Regions from separate parts of the Anas platyrhynchos genome. Here region 2 is linked to region 1. Evidence: chromatin contacts called from public Hi-C data. All regions are on one chromosome and are shown on one strand. Each heading gives the region's core, a stretch centred on a gene start, on an enhancer-like site or on the middle of the called end of the contact. The rest is flanking DNA. Distances are from core to core; before and after follow the strand shown. Region 1 overlaps MAP2K3 (mitogen-activated protein kinase kinase 3). Region 2 holds the start of DHRS7B (dehydrogenase/reductase 7B).

Evidence for each region. A called contact is a pair of places that touch in the nucleus more often than the background predicts.
Region 2: a contact with region 1 is called in a Hi-C map of subcutaneous adipose tissue, with 2.3 times the contacts expected there. The contact joins the promoter of DHRS7B here to the enhancer-like site in region 1. A contact is called at or near these places in 5 of 8 Hi-C or Micro-C datasets (F5 follicle, liver, skeletal muscle and 2 more).

What each region holds. Positions count from the first base shown.
Region 1 is chr15:16,739,461-16,742,160 of IASCAAS_PekinDuck_T2T, forward strand. It overlaps MAP2K3 (mitogen-activated protein kinase kinase 3), which reads right to left. Exons shown (of 13, transcript XM_072023846.1): 4 at 2,696-2,700; 5 at 421-534; 6 at 1-100. Among named protein-coding and RNA genes, the nearest start is that of MAP2K3, 18 kb to the right of the region's middle. Within about 2 kb of position 1,296, at least 1 of the 8 cell types and tissues checked has an H3K27ac peak or open chromatin away from gene starts, as enhancers often do. A contact at or near this core is called in subcutaneous adipose tissue, where this site is marked.
Region 2 is chr15:16,792,509-16,795,208 of IASCAAS_PekinDuck_T2T, forward strand. It overlaps DHRS7B (dehydrogenase/reductase 7B), which reads right to left and starts at 1,302. Exons shown (of 7, transcript XM_027469151.3): 1 at 1,154-1,302. The coding sequence starts at 1,173.

The DNA of each region.
Region 1 (2,700 bases), core at 46-2,545:
AGAAGGTGACGGTGTAGAAGCAGTCGACCGTCCTCATGGAGATATCCAAGTCCATCAACAGCCTCTTCTGCTCCTGCGTGTTCACAGTCGCTCGAATCCTCTGAGACAAACATATAACAAAGAGAAAAACAGGGGTTTAATGAAGGTGGAGTTTTGCAGCCAGTAGCACCCTCAGGAGATGCCCAGATTCCCTCTCCCAGGCAGCTCCTTAAGGGATGACACCACCTAAGCCCAGGGCTCCATACTTGGATTTCAAAACCTGCTTTGAAGGAGCCGCACCGAGCTGCACAGGGACACCGGAGGCTGCCAAAATCAGCATCCCTCTAACCTCCCGCACCTCTCTGCCCCCAGCAGAGCCTCTCTGCTGCCCTGGAGCTGCACGTCCCAACCTCCAGCCCTCTGGCAGGCAGCTGGGCTCACCTTCACGGCCATGATGGTGCCGCTCTGCGCGTGCCGGACTTTCTCCACCACTCCGTAAGCCCCACGGCCCAGCTCCGAAATCGTCACCAGGTCATCAGCTTCCACCTCAAAGTTCTACAGGGAGAGAAGTAAAAAAAAAAAAAGAAATCAGACATGGGTATGCTCATCACCAAAGGCAAAATTCCAAGCTTGCATCTCTTCTATGCAGAGCGCTCCCAAACGATGGTGCCTACAGGATTCCAGCAGCTCTAGGCACCAGGCTCGGAGGAGATGGATGCGTTTTTCACTCTGTTGAGCCCCAAACTCACCAGGGCTCACTGAATTCTCCCTCTGAAGCTAGAGATCAGGAGTTTCATCCTTTCAGCCAGGGCACACTATTTCTGTGGTGAACAACCCGCAGGGTTTCAGCAGCTCCCCTGCCAGCACGGGCAGCTATTGGGATTCAGGATTGGCACCAGATCCCAGTGCCCAGCGGGGCATCACTGCCTGCCCCCGTGTGACCACAAGCACACCCACGTGCCCGAGAGCACCCTGCTTGTGCAAAGCTGCTCTTAGACAGGGTGGCACACACCACAACCCAATTCCCAGCATTGGGCAGCTCAGGTTGTGCCTGCTTTCAGCACCTCGCCCCATCATCATAGCCAGCAAGGCACAGCATGAGCTAGCACCAAGAAAAGAGCTCAGGCAGTGCAGTGACATGAACTTCATTTCCAGCTGGAAAAAGACAAACCCCCAGTGTTCAGGCAGCAGGCAGCGAGCGAGGCTGTGCGCAACCCCCAGACAAGTTTCCCTAACCACGCGTTACCCTGTAATTGCCTGCGCCGCTGGGCAGGGCATAAACTGCTCGAGTGAGCCACGGGCTATTTTGGGAGGCTGCATTCATCGCTCCTAATAAGTTACAGACCTCCTTTCAACCAGGAGGAACTTCAGCCAGCCTGCGAGTCTTCCTCCGGTCCCGGGGAAGAAAAATAATACCAGGATGCCCAAGTGACCCAGCAGCCACAAAGGGTGGGAAAAGCGCACGCCACGTCGGAAACACCGCCCGCGAGCTACACCCCGGGCAGAAAGGAGGCAGAAAACGCTGCTGGGGGGCCAAAATGGGAGCTGGGGCTGCCGGGCTGGTGGCTAGCCAGCTCCCCCGCCACGCTGGCCACGGGGCGGCCGGCAGCAAGCAGCATTTATGCGAGCCAGATGTGGCTGGCAGGCGGCCGAGGCAGGGAGCAGGAGAGGTCTGGGGTTGAGCTCAGCGGTGAGATATGCGCTGCCTGGCACGGGAAGGTGCCAGCTCTGTCCCGGGCAGGACGGTGGGTACAGGGATGTGGGGACCCTACAATCTCCCCCCAGTATCCCGCTGGCCTGGGCAGAGGCATGGTACAGGCTCACTGCTCCTGCAGCAGCCTCCAGGAAGGATCTCGTGGTGCTTTTCAGGACACGCGTTGTGCAGTTGTTCCAGGTTATTGTTGTGGGCTTTTTTTTTCCTGGCATTTACCCACAGAAGCTGGCAGTTCCCAACACACTCCAGGAACCAGGACGGCCCTGCCCAGGGGCAGAGGCGATGCTCCAACACCATCAGCATCCCCCTTACAGCATCCCTCACCCCCTGCCCTGCAGAGACGCAGGACACCACCTGCACAGATCAGATGGACCTGAGCTCATCCTCCACCCCATCACCCAAACCTTCCTCCATCCTACATCGTGTCACTCCAGTGCCCAGATCAGACCCCTCCTGCAAACACCAGAGCAGGCAGAGCACAGCTGCTGAATCCCTTGGAGAAAGGCACGGCAGGGACAGCAGCCAGCACGGAGAGCTGTCCCCACGCTGCACCACGCTCCCAGCGCACACGCTGTGCCCAGGCTGCCACACGGAGCCTCTCTCCCCGAGCTATTAATACACAACAGCTAGAAAACAACAAGGGCTGTGGGGCTGTGCCCTGGATCTAACCCAAGCTGCCTCCTCAATCCCTTTCCCCTCTGTCCCAGCTCTCCCCAAACCCTAAAGCCTTGCACTGATGGTGCCCACGGAGCGAGCTGCTCAGCCTGGGAGGGAAGCAGCAAGGCGCAGGGCTGCTCAAGGCACCACCCCGAAATTTTTAGCTCACTCACAAACAGCCTTCTGCAGCCCCAGGAGAGCCCGTAACAAGAGGATGAAATAAAAGAGCAGCAGTGGCTGTTTCTAGCAGCTCTTTCTTTTTTTTTTTTTCTTTTTTTTTTTTTTTTTTTTAAGATCAGGTCTCTCAAATTGCAAGAAGCAAAAAGAAACCGCGCTAGCACGTACCTTAT
Region 2 (2,700 bases), core at 52-2,551, 53 kb after region 1:
GGAAATGGGCATTCCTTCAAGCAGACCACATTCGCTAAATCCTTTTCAAGCCGTGTTTGACAGGGAAGAAGAGTGAGCATTGCTTGCGTTTAACACCAGCTAAATGTTCTTGGTGATCCAACTGCTTCAGAAAGAAATTGACGTGAAATGTGTAGACTTTGAGGTCAGGGGACAAAGGAAGGCAGCATTGTCTATTCAATCAGTGATTTAATAGAAGCAAACAGGAAATTTGACAATTTCTCTGACTCACCAGGTCCCCAAACAATGGTAAGTGAAGGTTCAAAAAGCTCACTGAAGACCTAATGAGAAAAATAAAGTGACTACGCTCATTGAAACAGCTGAATTAACAAAATGCTTGTGTGCACTTACATTATCTGCTTTCACTCCAGACTTCATGAGCAGAAAATGATGTGCGAGATACCCTGAGGGCATTAGAAATCAGCAAAAGGCCTAAGAAGGAACTCAGTGCCTGGACAGAACTCCTCAGTAAAAGGTAATTGTTCAGAGAAGAAAGGGAGGAGGGGTTTGGGAGAAGGAATCCAAGACCCCAGCTGGATTTCTGAACAGAAATGATGGGAAGTGTGACGGTGAGGACTGCCCCAGGCAACAGGAGCAGGCGGACACCAGGTCTGTAAGTGGATGGCAACAAAGATCGGTCGTCTGGGGGCTGCTGAGGTGGGAAGGCTCAGTTATAACAGTCTGAATTAACTTCTTAAGGTGCAATTCGAAAACCCTGCTATCTCCCCGCTATCACTTGGAGCAGTGCCTGAGGAGACGATCCGCTGTGTTTTGGGAGTCGCTTAATGCCATTTATTTATGCTTTTACCCCAAAAAGATCTCAGTATAGCCCCTGGGATTATCAACGTAACCCCTCGGGATTATCAATACAACCCCCGGGATTACCAATACAACCCCTGGGATTGTCAATACACCCCCTTGGGATTATCAATACAACCCTTGGGATTACCAAAATAACCCCCGGGATTGTCAATACACCCCCTCAGGATTATCAATACACCTCCCTGGATTACCAATCCAACCCCTCAGGATTATCAATGTAACCCCCAAGATTACCAGCCCAGCCCCTCACGGCCCCCCCCCAGCCGCCCTTTGCCGCCCCCGTCCCCTCAGGGCCCCCCCGGCCGGGCCCTACCTGCCCGCCGCCGTCACCATGGCCACCGCCGGAAGTGCGGCGGGGGGAGGCGGGGCTTCCGGCGGCGCGCCCAATAGCAGGCCGCTTCTGCCGGAAGGCCTGGGAGCCGGCCCGCGGCGTTGCCCTTCGTGGGTCCGGCCGTGGGTTGGGTCCGGTCGGGAAACAGCGCCCCCGGTGGGAGGTTCCGGCCTCACTTTGTTCCGAGCTGGGCCTGCGGGTCTATTAGGGCAGTGGTTCAATTAATAATAATAATATTAATAATATTAATAATAAAACAATTAATAATTCAGCCTCCCAGAAGGATCCCTGAGGAGCCAGCTCGTTGCCAGCCCTGCTTGAAAGGGCAGGGGAGCTGCATACAGCGTACCCAGAGCTGGCAGTGCATGGCTACAGGGGCAGGGATGGCGAAATCCTGTGATAAAAGAGGAGGAGGTGGCGTTCTGCAGGGCCCTGATCGCGGTCCCGGAGTGTGGGCAGCAAGACCAGGGGCAGTGTGGTTCCCTGGTTCTTAAACGGGCTCCCCGCAGCAGTGCTCGCAGGCAGCACCCGCAGTCCAAGAGCTTTTCCCTTTGAGGTGAAATGGGGCTGAAGTGTTGCAGCCTCAGCTCCTGTAAAGGCCGTGGAGCTGATAACGGGCAACGGGGTGCTGCAGGGTTACAGCACAAATCCGAGCAGGCCTTTGGAAAACAAGGTTCCTGTGATGCCCAAATCCCAAAGCCTGGATGGACTCAGTGGTGTGAGGAGCTCCTGCACCAAGGGCTTCGTCCTGGCACAAGGAGCTTCTCTTCCTATTCCCTACAGCGTGCGTGAGCAGGAGATACATCTACAAAGGCATTATCCAGCGACAAAGGGAGTTAATCCCAGGTGTCTTTCCCTTTGAGCAGCAGTGAGGTGAGCAGTTGTGTTTGTGTGTTTTTTTATGACAGTTACTTGAAGCAGTTTACATATGGTAACGGCATTTTGTTCCTCTCTAATAAGGAAAACACACTGGGGCCGTGAGTTTGCATCAGTATGTTTGTTTGTCATTAGTAAGGGATCAATACTGAAGGAAAAAATAGAAAAGGATTCAAGATCTTCCTAAAAATCACATTCTGATAGGTCTGACAGTAACACGCTTTTCTGGCTTTAGGGCCAATGTGAATCAAAAGGAAAGAATCAATAATTATACTTATCCAAATTAAAATGAAAAACAAGAAGTTCATTTGTGTAATGGCAGCCTTACTGGAAGCTGCAGTCTGCTCGGTCTTCTGAAAATCAGAGCTAGAAAAAGCCCTTTCAGACCATCCTTCTCAGCAAAGCAGGACAGGATGAGCCAGAGCCTAATGCACTGACTTTCTCACAGGACCATGGCTGCCTGAGAGCTACATCCAAGCTCCTGTGGTAATTTACCTGGTATCTGACAGCCTATTTAATTTAATAGGGAACAGTCAGCGTCACAAGACTGCAGGTGCTGGCAAAGTTGATTGAAACCAAGTGTCCCGTGTTGCCTGTGTGAGAGGCGAGTCCTACAGCAAAGGGTTAGTCAGACTGGAGCTGCAATTAGAGAA